Linked DNA regions of Sus scrofa: region 2 is linked to region 1. A link is a contact called in public HiChIP or PLAC-seq data. All regions are on one chromosome and are shown on one strand. The core of a region is the stretch at or near the end of the contact, and the rest is flanking DNA. Distances in the headings are between cores, read along the strand shown. Region 1 holds the start of UBE2V1 (ubiquitin conjugating enzyme E2 V1). Region 2 holds the start of TMEM189 (transmembrane protein 189).

Region 1 (6,330 bases), core at 3,829-6,328:
TTTTATCTTACTGAGACACAAGGGATCTTTATACGTTAAGGAAACTCATCCTTTTGGTTTTTCTCCCACCCCAGATCCCTGGTTTTTACTCCTTTTTCCTTGACCACAAAAAATAACAGATGACACAAAATTCAGACATTACAGAAACAAACTGTATAGGAAGAAGTCAGTGGAAATGACCCAGATGTCCATCAATATAGGAGTAAATGGGAGTTCCCGTCGTGGCGCAGTGGTTAATGAATCCGACTAGGAACCATGAGGTTTCGGGTTCGGTCCCTGCGCTTGCTCAGTGGGTTAATGATCCAGCGTTGCCGTGAGCTGTGGTGTAGGTTGCAGATGCGGCTCGGATCCCGCGTTGCTGTGGCTCTGGCGTAGGCTGGCGGCTACAGCTCCAATTAGACCCCTAGCCTGGGAACCTCCATATGCCTCGGGAGCAGCCCAAGAAATAGCAAAAAGACAAAAAAAAAAAAAATATATATATATATATATATATATATGAGTAAATGAACTGTACCATAACTCTCTATCCACCCACTCCCATCCTTTTTTTTTTTTTTTTTTCTGAAACTGCAGCATGCAGAAGTTCCCAGGCCAGGGATCAAACCTGTGCCACCACAGCAACCCGAGCCACTGCATGGACAATGTCAGATCTTTAACCTGCTGAGCCACACGGAAACTCCATTTTTTTGATTGTGTGTTTTAGCAACCACAGCAAACTAAATACCTTAATATTACACATCAGACATAACTCCGTGAATGTACTATGAAATGCTACCAGCAAGTGTGTCACACACCCCATCCTGCACAGATCCCTCCCTCCGTCTTGTGAGTGCCCACAACCCTTTCCTGTCAACAGCTTTACTTTCTGTACTTTGTAGTATAAAAGCTATAGCATGAGGTTGGGCTTTTTTCCTTAACTATCGATTGGAAATATAAACAGAAAACTTTATAATGTTATCCACAACCTTGCTACTCAAAGTGTGGTCTGTGCCTCAGCATCGGCATTCCCTAGGAGGCTGTTAGAAATGTAGCATCTCAGCACCCCTCACCCCCACTGAGTCTGCATTTTAACAAGATTGCTAGTGATTCCCGTGCACATTAGAGTTTGAGAAGTATTGTGCTAAAAAATAATATCGTAGGTCCTGTAAAGTATATTGCAATTTTTACACTTTGAATATATCTGGTCAGAGATCCCCAAACTGCCTGGATGTTTTCCCACCCTGCTGAGCACCGTGTTTTTGAGTGAATGCTGTGAAACAGTCCAAGTTCATATATCTCTTTCCTGGAACACTGTGCTAGTTTCCTTGGCTGTAGATAACAACTTACCTTTAAGAGCAGCTTAAGCAATAAAGACAGTTATTATTTCATGTCTTGGGCAGCCCAGGATTCATTCAGCTGTTCAACTACATTATCAAGGTCCTGCTTAGTTCTTGCCCTCTTTCTGCGCTGGCATCTTTGGGATGTCAGCTTTTCAACCTCAGGCTTGTGCCTCATGGTGTCTTCATAAATGCCACAGCTCCAGCCATCACAACCTCATATTGTATGAAGGAGGAAAGGGGACAGAAAAGGCTTCCTCCCTAGCTATTATTAGAAGAAGGAAATTTTCCAAATATGGCTCCTCCCCAACTCACTGGCTAGAAAAAACTAGATCACAGGCACACCCCTGGACCAATCACTGGCAAAAAGAAATGGCAGTGCCTGTGACTGGCTTGGGATCATACCTGGAAACTGGACCTTCTGCCTCCTAAACAAAACCAGGCTTCCGTGAGAATGGAAAGACATGACTGATCTGGCAGTCAACAGTGTCCAACACACCTCCACTCTGGACTCTTCACCTCCAGTCTTGCTGCCACCCAATTCAATTTCCTTGAGGCAGCCAGGCTGCACTTTGTAAAAATGCAAACCCGCTTAAGTTTTGCTTAAAACTTCCCAGGCTTCAGCTCCCTCACCATAGAGGAAATATCAAGTGCCCCATAGTTGAATGAACTGGCTTCCAAACCTGATTTTACTGCTTATTACATGACCCTGGGAAAGCCATCCTACTCCACCGAGTCTGTTTCCACAGATGACAAATGTCGAGATGATAGCTACTTAGCAGGAGTCACTGAGGAAATGATAACAGTAAAAATAATAATAATGGTAGCAACTATAAAAAATAAAAATAAAAACTAATAATGGCAGCAACTAATATTTATATACCACTCGCTCTGTGCCAAGTCTTTTTCTAAATTCTTCAGTTCTATTAGCCATTTTAATATTCCCACGAATCCAATAAAACAAGACTCTCATCCTCACCCGCTGAAGCTACCACCAGCTCAAGCGCAGAGACCGAAGGGAGTACAGGCGACAGAAATAATGCAGCTCTAAGGTCTGGCGGCGACCTCCGGGGAGGGGGCGGAGCCTCTACGAGAGCTTTAGTTTAGGGAGGACTACAACTCCCAGCAGGCTCTGCGACACCGCTAGCCTATAATAACCAGCATGCCACGGGCTGTCGGGGTTAATTTACTCCTCCTTCGAAGCGCTCTGTGGAGTTAGTCTTATTGTGAGTTTTGCTTGCCAGAAGTTTCCTGCGGGAACCAAGGAATCTATGCCAGTAAATAATTATGAGCATTGTGGATGAGAGGCTTGTGTTTTAATCTTCACGCCTCCACCTGTTAGCTCTGAGTCTGTTTTCTCATCTGAAAAAATGGGGCTATTCCTGGGAGTTGTTGCATTGAGTTTTGAGGATTAAGAGCTGGATATGACAGCTTGATAAACGTCAGCTCTTCTAGTATCCCCTTCTCCCTCAGTGCCAATGCGTTTATCAACGTATTTATCTCCACAGTAACCCTATGAAGTTGGTACTGTCATCCCCCTTTTCACAAGAGGAAATTGATGCCAAGAGAGGTTCAAGTCTCTTGCTTGAAGTCAGACTGCAAAGTGAGTGGTGAAGCAGGCCCCGAACCCAGAAAATTTCATTCCAGAGGTGAGCCCAGCTAAGGAGCCCAAAAACCTCCCACTTGCTATCTTGACGTTTACAGTGACCTAAAGTCAGGGGGCAAATATTTTCTGTGCCCTTCAAGGTAAACTTGAATCATGTGATACACAGAATAATGTCAAGATGATTGCAGGCAGCCACTGCTGGGAAGAAGACACAAGTGGCACTCTGAGAATCATAGCTGAATTTGAGCTGGTTGGAGAAATCAGGGATAGCGTCCCTGAAAGGGCAGTGCTGGAGCTGGGAAGAGTTGGAACAACGCAGGCAAAAGCCCTGAGGAGGAAGAGGACATGCATACCAGAGGTCTTGAAAAGGGCCAGTGTAGCTAGAGAGGGACAGCAAGTCTTAAGAGGTTCAGGCAGGGGAGGGAGGAAGTAAGACACCCAGGGTGCAGATTTTAGGGAGGCACTCATTTGAAGGGTGGTGCAAGCGCAGAGCCTAGATCTGAGAGTGAAAGCCCCTTTAGGTTGGGTGCCCTAAACACCTCACTGGCCCGATCCTAGTCCTGGCCCTAGGTGCCAGGTCTTGTGGGTAGTAGGGTGGATAACATCTTGATTTGCCCTGGCGAGTCCTGGTTCTGCTTGTTGTCTGAGCAAGATTTCAGTCTTGGCCCCCTTTCAGTCTAATGACTCTCCTTGTTGGATAAGTGTTCTGTGGTCCCTCAACTTGCAAAGTCTGTGTTTTATTCTGTGAGAATGGGGAGCCACTGAAAAGTTAAGTTGAAGGATGTTTTGAGCAGACTCAGGCTGCCATAAGGAGAATGGAACATGAGGGCAAGAATGGAGGCTGCTAGGTCATCCAAGTGGGAGAAAGGGGGAGCCTGGAAGAAGTGGATGGAGAAGAGAGATGCTTAGGAGACACTGCTGTCAGAACAGAATGATGAATTGCATGCACTGAGTGAAGGCTTCCAACTTCCTTGTTCCTCTGCACTGAAAGCCCTGGTGTTTTCTCTGCCCATATTTAGCTGTGTTACCTTGAGGCAATCTTTTCACCTCTCTCAGCATCAGTTTCTATATCCATATTAAGGGCTTCTCAGAACATTTAAGATTGAAGAGTTTCTTCTGGATTTAACATTTGCAAAATGTCCCCAGGGCCTTTGCACATGCCATTCCCTCTACCTCCTTCCTATTATTCAGGTCCTTATTGAAGTTTGAAGGAGGCCTTAGAAGGCCCTCCCTGACCACTCCTTCTCTAGTTTACTCTCTATCCTATTATAGTTATGTTCTTTCCCACTTGTTTACTTTCTTCCTGTCTCCAACTAAAATGTAAGCCCATGAGAGCAAGGGCTTGCTTTTTCAGGGATTATAGTCATCCTTAGCACCTAGGACTGCATCTGGCACATAATAGATACTTAGTAAATATTTGTTTGATATAATGAATGAAGGAAGGAACAAGCGAATGGGGAATGCGTTCCTTGACACTTTAATGCCCCCCAAACCATTTTAGCTACCCTTCTATAAGACCCTTCTGGCCTGGGAGCATCCATCCTGGAAGCAAGACACCTGGCCCACATTCAAATTCTGACTGAGGCACTTAACAGCTGAGTTTAGTTAAATCGGTTAACACCTCTTCCCTTCACTCTGCAGTTTAATCCCAGCTTCATTCTTTTATCCCCACCTGGTAGAAATGTGAAGATCCAACTAGATAGGAAAATGCTTAAAGCAAAATAGGCATTTTAAAAAATATATTATAAATTTGCATGTTTACTTTTTTACTTTTATCGATTTACAATACTGTGTTAGCTTTAGGTGCACAGCATAGGGATTCAGGTTTTTGTGGTGTGGTGCTGTTGTTGTTTTGCAAATTATATTCCATTATAGGTTATGACAATACGCGGGTTTTTTTAAGCTTTCTTATCTTTTTCTTTCCCAGTCACGCCTTTCCAAGTCTGATCACCCTTGCCTTTCTCACCAAGCACCTCAATAGCTCCTTCGCACCCAAACCTGAAGGACCTTGCAAGCTGCTGGCCATGGCGCACGCAAATATTTCCTCTCCTAAAGGGCAGAAAAAAAAAAACCTTCCCGGCAACGGGTCCCGCGGTCTGCGGAGCTGGCGTCAGCGGAGGGATTTGCGCATGCGCACACGCATGCGTAGAAAGGCCCCGGGACGGGCGGGGGGTGAAGAAGGGGCCGGCCTTTGAGCGACAGCGACGCAAGATGGCAGCCACCACGGGCTCGGGTGAGCGGGGGCGCCGGGCCCGGCCGGCCGAGGGGGCAGGGGTTCGGGCCGGGGGCGGGGGACCTGCAAAGGCCCTTGCTGCGGGGCTAGGGTCTCTGCGTTGCCTCTGTCTGCTGGGCCCCACGGCGGCGACCCAGGCGGCCTGAGTGGGGAGGAGGAGCAGGCGGTGGCCGGAAGCACGGGCGGGGGCCTGAGGGGCCTGTGGGAGGCGCGGCAAGGCCCAGAGGCTCCCCCGGGCGGTGTGAGGGCCCAGCTGAGAGGAAGGGCCCGGCCCCGCTGCGCTGCTGGGCGGCGAGAGCGGGCGAGGGGTGAGCCCAGAGACACCCCTGAGGAGACTGGAGCTGGCGGCTCTCTGGGGGGAGATCAAGGGGTTCTCTGGAGGACGAGGAGGCTCCCCCAAACGAATGGAAGTCCTTTATTGGGTGCTGAGGGTCTAGGCGGGGGGGAAGCAACCGTGGGATGTCCATTTAGCGGGGACTTCAGAGAAGCCTCTCCGGATGGATGGGGGAAGGAAACAGCATTCTGAGAAGTGATTGAGAGGATCCCCCATTGGTTCAGGGGACGACTCCAGTGTTAGTTTTGGGGATGGGGTTAGCTGAGGAAATTTCTATGTTGATTAGAAAGGGGGTGTCTGGGGTGTCTGCTTTTGGGGAGATTCGGGGTATCTCTACAGGATAAGAGAAGGGGAAAAGGATTTCTCGGATTCCAGCGGGATCTCGTTGGAGCATCAGAAAGTGAAATGACCCCATGGTTACCAGGCCCCTATTTGAGAAGATAGATGTTAGGTTTTTGGATAGCTCCGGGTAGGGCAGTTGGTGGAAGCCTGCGATACTGGGCGAAGAAGAGATGAATTGGGAGCCCTGGAGGTGTCTGGGGTAGGAGTCAACTGAGGGAAGCCCCATGCAGTGGGTGACAGTAAGAAAAGGTCGGGTTTCAGAAATATTTCTTTTAGAAAAGATCTTTATTGAGTGTCACTCCTTTCCACTCTTTTGAATATTGATAACACATGGTTGTTCAGCTCAGCAGTTCTCCATCGACTTGATGGGCATGGGGAGAGGGACAAGTGAAATGGGAACCTTGGGTGACTGGAGAAGAAGGCTGAGAGGCAAGAGAGCATGAGGGGGCTACACTTTGTGTGTGTGTGTGGAGGGGGGGGTCTACCAGGCCCTAGTAGA
Region 2 (6,589 bases), core at 2,408-4,907, 33 kb before region 1:
AGGTCGCAGATGCAGCTCAGATCCCACTTTGCTGTGGCTGTGGCTTAGGCTGGTGGCTACAGCTCCAATTCAACCCCTAGCCTGGGAACCTCCATATGCCGCAGGTATGGCCCTAAAAAGACAAAAAGCAAACAAACAAAACAACAACAACCCAGAAAATAACAAATGCTGACAAGGACATACAGTAACTGGAACACTCATACATTGCTGGTGGGGGTGTAAAATGGTGCAACTGTCATGGAAAACAATTTGGCAATTCCTCAGAAAGTTAAACAAAGTTACCATTTGACCTAGCATAAACCCAAGAGAAATGAAAATAAATCTCCACACAAAAATTTGGACATGAATGTGTTCACAGCAGCATTGTTTATAACAACCAGAGGTGGAAACAACTCAAGTGTTCATCAATTGAATGTGTAAACAAAAATGAGGATTATCCATCCAATGGAATGGTGATGACCAAAAAAGGAATGAAGTCCTACAACATGGGACAAACTTTGAAAACACTATGCAAAATATAAGAAAACAGACCAAAAAAGACCACATACTGTATGATTCCATTATATTATATATGTATATATATATTTTTTACTTTCAAACTGTATGAATGTCCTACATATTAAAAAAAAATCATTCTCTTAAATACAAATCAGGTCATGTAATTTCTCTATTCAAACCTTAGAGGGAAGTTCTCTGGTGGCTAGTAGGTTAAAGATCTGGCATTGTCACTGCTGTGGCCCAGGTTCAGTCCTTGGTCCGGGAACTTCTGTATGTCATAGGCACAGCCAAAAAAAATTAATTTTTTAAAAAATTAATTAAAAATTTGTAAAAGTTTATGGAGTTCCCGTTGTGGCTCAGTGGTTAACGAATCCGACTAGGAACCATGAGGTTGCGGGTTCGATCCCTGGCCTTGTTCAGTGGGTTAAGGATCCAGAGTTGCCATGAGCTGTGATGTAGGTTGCAGACGCAGCTCGGATTCTGAGTTGCTATGGCTGTGGTGTAGGCCAGCGGCAACAGCTCCGATTGGACCCCTAGCCTGGGAACCTCCATACGCCGCAGGAATGGCCCAAGAAATGGCAAAAAGACAAAACAATAAATAAATAAATAATTAAAAATTAAAAAATAAATTGTAAAAGTTTAAAAAATTAACAAATATTTAAAATTAAAAAATAAAAAACTTAGAGATGTCCCAGCTCATTTTAAGTAAAAACCAAAGACCCACTAAATCCTTTCAAGATTCTACCCTATCTGACCCTCTCTGACCTCCCCTCCCCCGATCTTCCCATCGCTCACCTGGTTCCTATCTCCCTGGCCTCCTTGCTGTTCCTGGGCATGGCAAGCATGTTCCTGATTCAGAACCTTTACACTTGCTGTTCTCTTGGCTTGGAACAATTTTTATTTATTTATTTTTTATTTATTTATTTATTTTGTCTTTTTGCCTTTTCTAGGCCGCTCCCAAGGCATATGGAGGTTCCCAGGCTAGGGGTCTAATCGGAGCTATAGCTGCCGGCCTACACCACAGCCACAGCAACTCGGGATCTGAGCCAAGTCTGGGACCCACACCACAGCTCAAGGCAACTCTGGATCCTTAACCCACTGAGCGAGGCCAGGGATCAAACGTGAAACCCCATGGTTCCTAGTCGGATTCATTAACCACTGAGCCACGATGGGAACTCCCATATTTATTTTTTTGCTTTTTAGGGCCACACCCACAGCATATGGAAGTTCCCAGTCTAGGGGTCCAGTTGGAGCAACAGCTGCCAGCCTACACCTCAGCCACAGCAACACAGGATCCTTAACCCACTAGGCAAGGCCAGGAATCGAACCTGCATCCTCATGGATACTAGTCAGGATTGTTACCACTGAGCCACACTGGGAACTCTTTAGCTTGGAACAGTTTGCCCCCAGATATTGCCATAGCTCATTCCATCTCTTTTAGGTCTTAGCTCAAATGTCACTTCTTGAACAGGTCTTCTCTGACCTTCACCCCCACCTCCCAGGAGACTGTCATGTTCCTTGCTATTTCCCTAGAATAGCCCAGGCCAGGTGGGTGCTTAATAAATATGTGCTGAGTGAATGAATGAATGACCTTAGCAGTCTGTTTGTCCTTCACCCATCTTGTGCTGCACTAGGAGATTGATAGACATCAGCAGTAACCAGCCATCGCAACCTGCTTGGAGGTCTGGGACACGTGCAGAGAGCTTGGGAAGCTGTCTCCTTGAAATCTGAGATCCAGCCCCCATCAAGGCAAAACACGTTAAACTCCTGGATTTGAAAAATCGAATGGTGTATGCTAATAATACAAGGCCACCCACTTTTGCCAGAATTCATCAGGATTTGGGCTGCAACCTGTCCCTGCTACAGAAGCATACTTTTCTTTCCTGGGAGGAAGTATAGAAGGAAGCAGGGAAGGAGCACAGGCCTGGCTGGAGACAGCAGCCACCCGGCACAAGAACACCCAGGAATCACACCTGAGGTGACTGGCTTTTCCTAGCAGCTGAGAAATCCAGGGCTTAAACCCTCAGAACACCAGAACAAGGATGGAGCTCCAAAATACATTCTAGAAGGGGTCTTATGTCCGGTCCCTGCTCCCCCTGGGCACCTCTTGGGTCCTTCCGTGGCCTCCCATTTGGTAGCACCATATGGAATTTATGTGAACAACTATTCTGTACTTTGTAGCCAGCTGGACGTGTCATTTACCTGCTGAGGCAGTAAAGTCATTTGGCTGAGCCTTAACGCATTCAGCATTTACTGAGCTTCCAACAGGAGCCCTATGCTGAGCCAGACACGGCGGTTCAGCTGTGAACCACCCAAGTCCCGGCCTTCGGGAGCTTGCTTTCTGGTGGGGAGGACGCGAACTCTTCACCGCCTACGACAAGCACTGAGAAGACAAAAGGGATGATGTCACAGTGACTGGCGGAGAGGAGGGAGCAACTCAGAGTGGCGCGGTCAGGAGGGGCCTCTGAGGAGGCAACACAATTCGTTATTGTAAGAACATGCTGTTGTCCAGCCCTTGGCCCGGCGCCTAACAGGTCTTAAGCGCTCACCAAATCTTAGTGACTCTCAGCAGTTTCCTGTCCTCTCCCTCAGGAGAGCAGGAGTCCCCAGGGGTGAGTCAGGCTCGACGTCTCTCGTCCCCCGGCGCGCCGCGCACCGTAGGGGTACGCTCGGTCCTCGCGCGGCAGGGCCCAGAAGCCGGCCCGGGGTAAACCGGTCCCAGCCAGGGAGCACTGTTTAAAGTGCCCAGGAAGCGCTGGCTCCCCGGCCCCGACCAGGCACCCTCCACACGGGTCCCTGGCACAGAGTAGACGCTGGACTGCGCGTGCTGAAGAGACGCCGCTTCTAGGTCCGCTGGCGCAAGACCTCGGCCCTCTCCACCGGCGGGTAAACCGAGCCCGAGGTGGGCGTCCACACTGCCCGCGTTCCGGTGCGGTTGGCGCCGGAGACGGAGCGGGACCGGGAGAGAAGCGCCGCCGCCCTACGCTTCCGTGCCCAGCTGCGCCAGCTGCGGTCCTGCCCCCCGCTCGCCGCGGTTGGCTGCGGCTCAGCGGCCGCTGATTGGCCGGTGTGGCCCCGGCGCGGGTCCGGATTGGCTGTGACGCGCGGCCGGGCGAGGTCCCCGCCAGCGCCGCAGTCGCGCGCGGTGCTGGGCGGTCATTGGGCGGCGTGATCTCGCCGCGGTTCCGCGGCCCTGCCGCCGCCGCCGCCGCCGCCAGCAGAGAGCACCGGGCGGGCCAGGCGAGTGGCCATGGCGGGCGCGGAAGACGGACCGGGCCAGCAGCTGGAGCTCGACGAGGACGAGGCGGCGTATTGCCGGCGCTGGGGCGCGCAGCATGCCGGGGCCCGCGAGCTGGCCGCGCTCTACTCACCAGGTAGGACCTCTGGGCCCCCCTCCGGGCCTGCAGTCACCCGTCCGAGCTACGGACAGCGACCCCCAGTCCGCTGTATCGGAACCCCTGCCTCAGGCCTCGATGCAAACTCCAGCGGCTTCTAACTTGCAAATAGCACCCCTAAGTCCGGGACCCCACCCCTGCGCCTCTTCCAAGCCCAAGCTAGAATCCCAGTCCCGGGACTTTCTGGATGCAAAAACAGTCCCCAGGTCTAGAAACTGCCATATCAGCTCCTCGGGCAACAAACAGCTCCCATCATCCTACCAGATCCAGATCCTAGCCCAGGGTACCCGCGGCTGCAAAGAGCGTCCCTAGACTTAGGAACCACCCCGCACCCCAGGACCCCGTCCAAGCTGAAGGCAACCCCTCAGCCACATGCACCGTCCTCGACCCCCCCAAAAGTTACACCGTATTCCAAGTTCCCCAGATCGGAAGTTCACACTCTAGGGCCCCATCTCTGCCCTAGCCAAGGCCCTGGACTTTAGTAACCTCACCCCACAAATCTGGGCACGTTTAGGCTCCCTGCTCTGGGAACATCAACTCAGGGTCCCACAGCTAATGGGTTCCCCAGAAACTTTTCCTCCAAAGCCCCATCCTGTATTTATAGATTCCATCTGCAGACCACCCTTCCCTCCTCCTCCCCTCCCCCCAGCATTATCTCTCACTCCATACTTTGGAATCCTAGGGTGGTGGGGGCACTACGAATCTTCCATTTAAGCTCCTCTCATATACAAGCCCCAACTCCAACCTTCTCCCATGTGTTTATATTAGCCCCCTCTATTAGGACTTGAGGGTCTCCAGAGGTTCTGTCCCCAGGCCAAGGGCCCTGGCTTCTTCCTGCTGGGCCTACCATTTCTGCTCCGGCAAGCACCAGCGCCCTCCCCCTTCTCTGACTTCCACTTGAGCTTCAGGAATCTCATTGCCAGGTTGCAGGAAGGCCAAGTGTCCCCAGGGGTTAAGGAAGTGCCTTTGAGAACTCTGGAGTCAGGTGACTGGGAGGCCCCTCTGCCTGGATGTTGCCATCACACCAAGCTTTGTTTGTCAAACGTTCGGACATCTTTCATTTTGCCAGGGTGTATCCACCATGTACAGCCCTAGCCTGGGGCAGGCATGAGTCCACTACCACCTTTGGCTTTGTGCCCTGACTGGCCTGGGTTTGCATACCATCTCTGCCATAACTGTGACCTTGGGCCATTTGCTCTCTCTTTGTGTCCTAGCTCACCAGAGGCCTTTCTAGACTTGTAATTCCATGTTCTGTTTGTAATTTTTTTTCATGCCTAAGTTGGGCACCTGGCCCATGCTGCCATGGTTTCTTCAGCCTGTTCCCCAGACACCCAGTCTGTGGCCTTTAAAACCTCCTCTGCTCCCTAAGACAGTCTGGACCTGACTTCCGGACTCTACTTCTTAGCTGTATGACCTGGGCCAAGCCACTTTCCATCTCTGAGCCTCTGTTTCCTCACCTCTAAAATGGGAACAAGGTACAGTTTATCTGTTCCTCAGTATCATTGAAAAGAAGAAATTAGATCATCTCCCTTGGCCAGTGCCTGGGATACAGTAGGCAATCCCTGTTATTAACCCAATAGTTGAACCTTTCCTGTGAGTCTCGGAGTAAGCTGCCTTGCCTCTTTGGTCCTCAGACTCACCACCTGGGATCAAGGATTCAGGGGCCCCCCTCCTTTGGTGTCCAGCTCTACCCACCTTCAACCAAATCGTACGTTGTCATTCTAAGCCTCCCCAGTGGACCACCATCTCTTCATTCCCATGATTGACCCTCTGTCCACTTCTGGTTTCCCCAAGTGCCCCTCACTCTCTAAAGAACAGCCACTTGGGGATCTAAGGCTGCAATCTCCTGGTGCCCCACACCTGCAGTCAGAGACCTTATCTCCTCCTGACTGCACTTGGGGCAGGGCTGGGAAAAGTGCCTGGGTAGGGGGAGTGAGGAAGGAAGAACGGTTTCTCCAAATTCCATCCTCCTCCCTCTGCCTGCCTTTGTCCCTTTCTTATGTAGCTTTTAATAAGAACCTTCATTTCTCTGGGCCTAAAATAAGGGGCCAGACTGAATACATATTGAGCACCCTTGTCCCAGTCCCTGTTCTAGGCTTTGAGGGCAAAGAGGTAAACAAAGTAAGAAGAATGGAGCTGGCATTTTAGTAAACTCAGTAAACAAGGGAAATATCTTACTTGCCTAATGGTGACAAGTGCTGTGAAACTTGTAGCAGAAAAAGGGAAAGTGAAATCACAGTGACATTTTAGAGAGAGGGCAGTAGAGAGAGGCCTCACTGACCAAATGACGTTTAAACAGAGACTAGAAGGGAGGGAAGCATGAAGATATTTGAGAAAGGATTGATCCAGACCAGGGACACGGCAAGTGCAAAGGCCCTGAGGTGAGAGCAAGCCTGCAGTGTTTGCAGGACACCAAGGAGGCTGGTGGGCTGGAACAGAGTGAGCCAGGGGAGAGGCGGAAAGTTCCTGGGTTCCAGGACTGAATTCTTGAGATTCCTGGGGCCAGAGGGGATTGGCACCTTAGTAGTTGGCAGCAATAATAAGGCAGTTAACATAGTTGGCATTTATTGAGCACTGACTGTATGCTGGGCTTTTCTCTCATACACTCTCATTTCATCTTCACGGAAGTTGTCTCTGGGGCACCCTGGTATTAACTCCATTTTACAGACCCCAGTAGCCTCCTTATGGCCCACCCC

What was found. HiChIP or PLAC-seq counts read pairs in DNA pulled down with a chosen protein or histone mark.
Region 2: an H3K27ac HiChIP or PLAC-seq map of alveolar macrophages shows a contact between it and region 1. The contact joins the promoter of TMEM189 here to the promoter of UBE2V1 in region 1. A contact is called at or near these places in 1 of 5 promoter capture datasets (liver), 20 of 47 Hi-C or Micro-C datasets (alveolar macrophages, blood, brain and 10 more) and 2 of 2 datasets of contacts at active chromatin or transcription factors (alveolar macrophages and skeletal muscle).

Annotation. Positions count from the first base shown.
Region 1 is chr17:51,663,246-51,669,575 of Sscrofa11.1, reverse strand. It overlaps UBE2V1 (ubiquitin conjugating enzyme E2 V1), which reads left to right and starts at 5,078. Exons shown (of 4, transcript NM_001205094.1): 1 at 5,078-5,155. The coding sequence starts at 5,134. It overlaps LOC110257429 (a long non-coding RNA gene), which reads right to left and starts at 2,391. Exons shown (of 4, transcript XR_002340005.1): 1 at 1,327-2,391.
Region 2 is chr17:51,695,049-51,701,637 of Sscrofa11.1, reverse strand. TMEM189 (transmembrane protein 189) reads left to right here and starts at 3,657. Exons shown (of 6, transcript NM_001205093.1): 1 at 3,657-3,872. The coding sequence starts at 3,749. It overlaps LOC102164659 (a long non-coding RNA gene), which reads right to left and starts at 3,512. Exons shown (of 3, transcript XR_002339851.1): 1 at 3,048-3,512.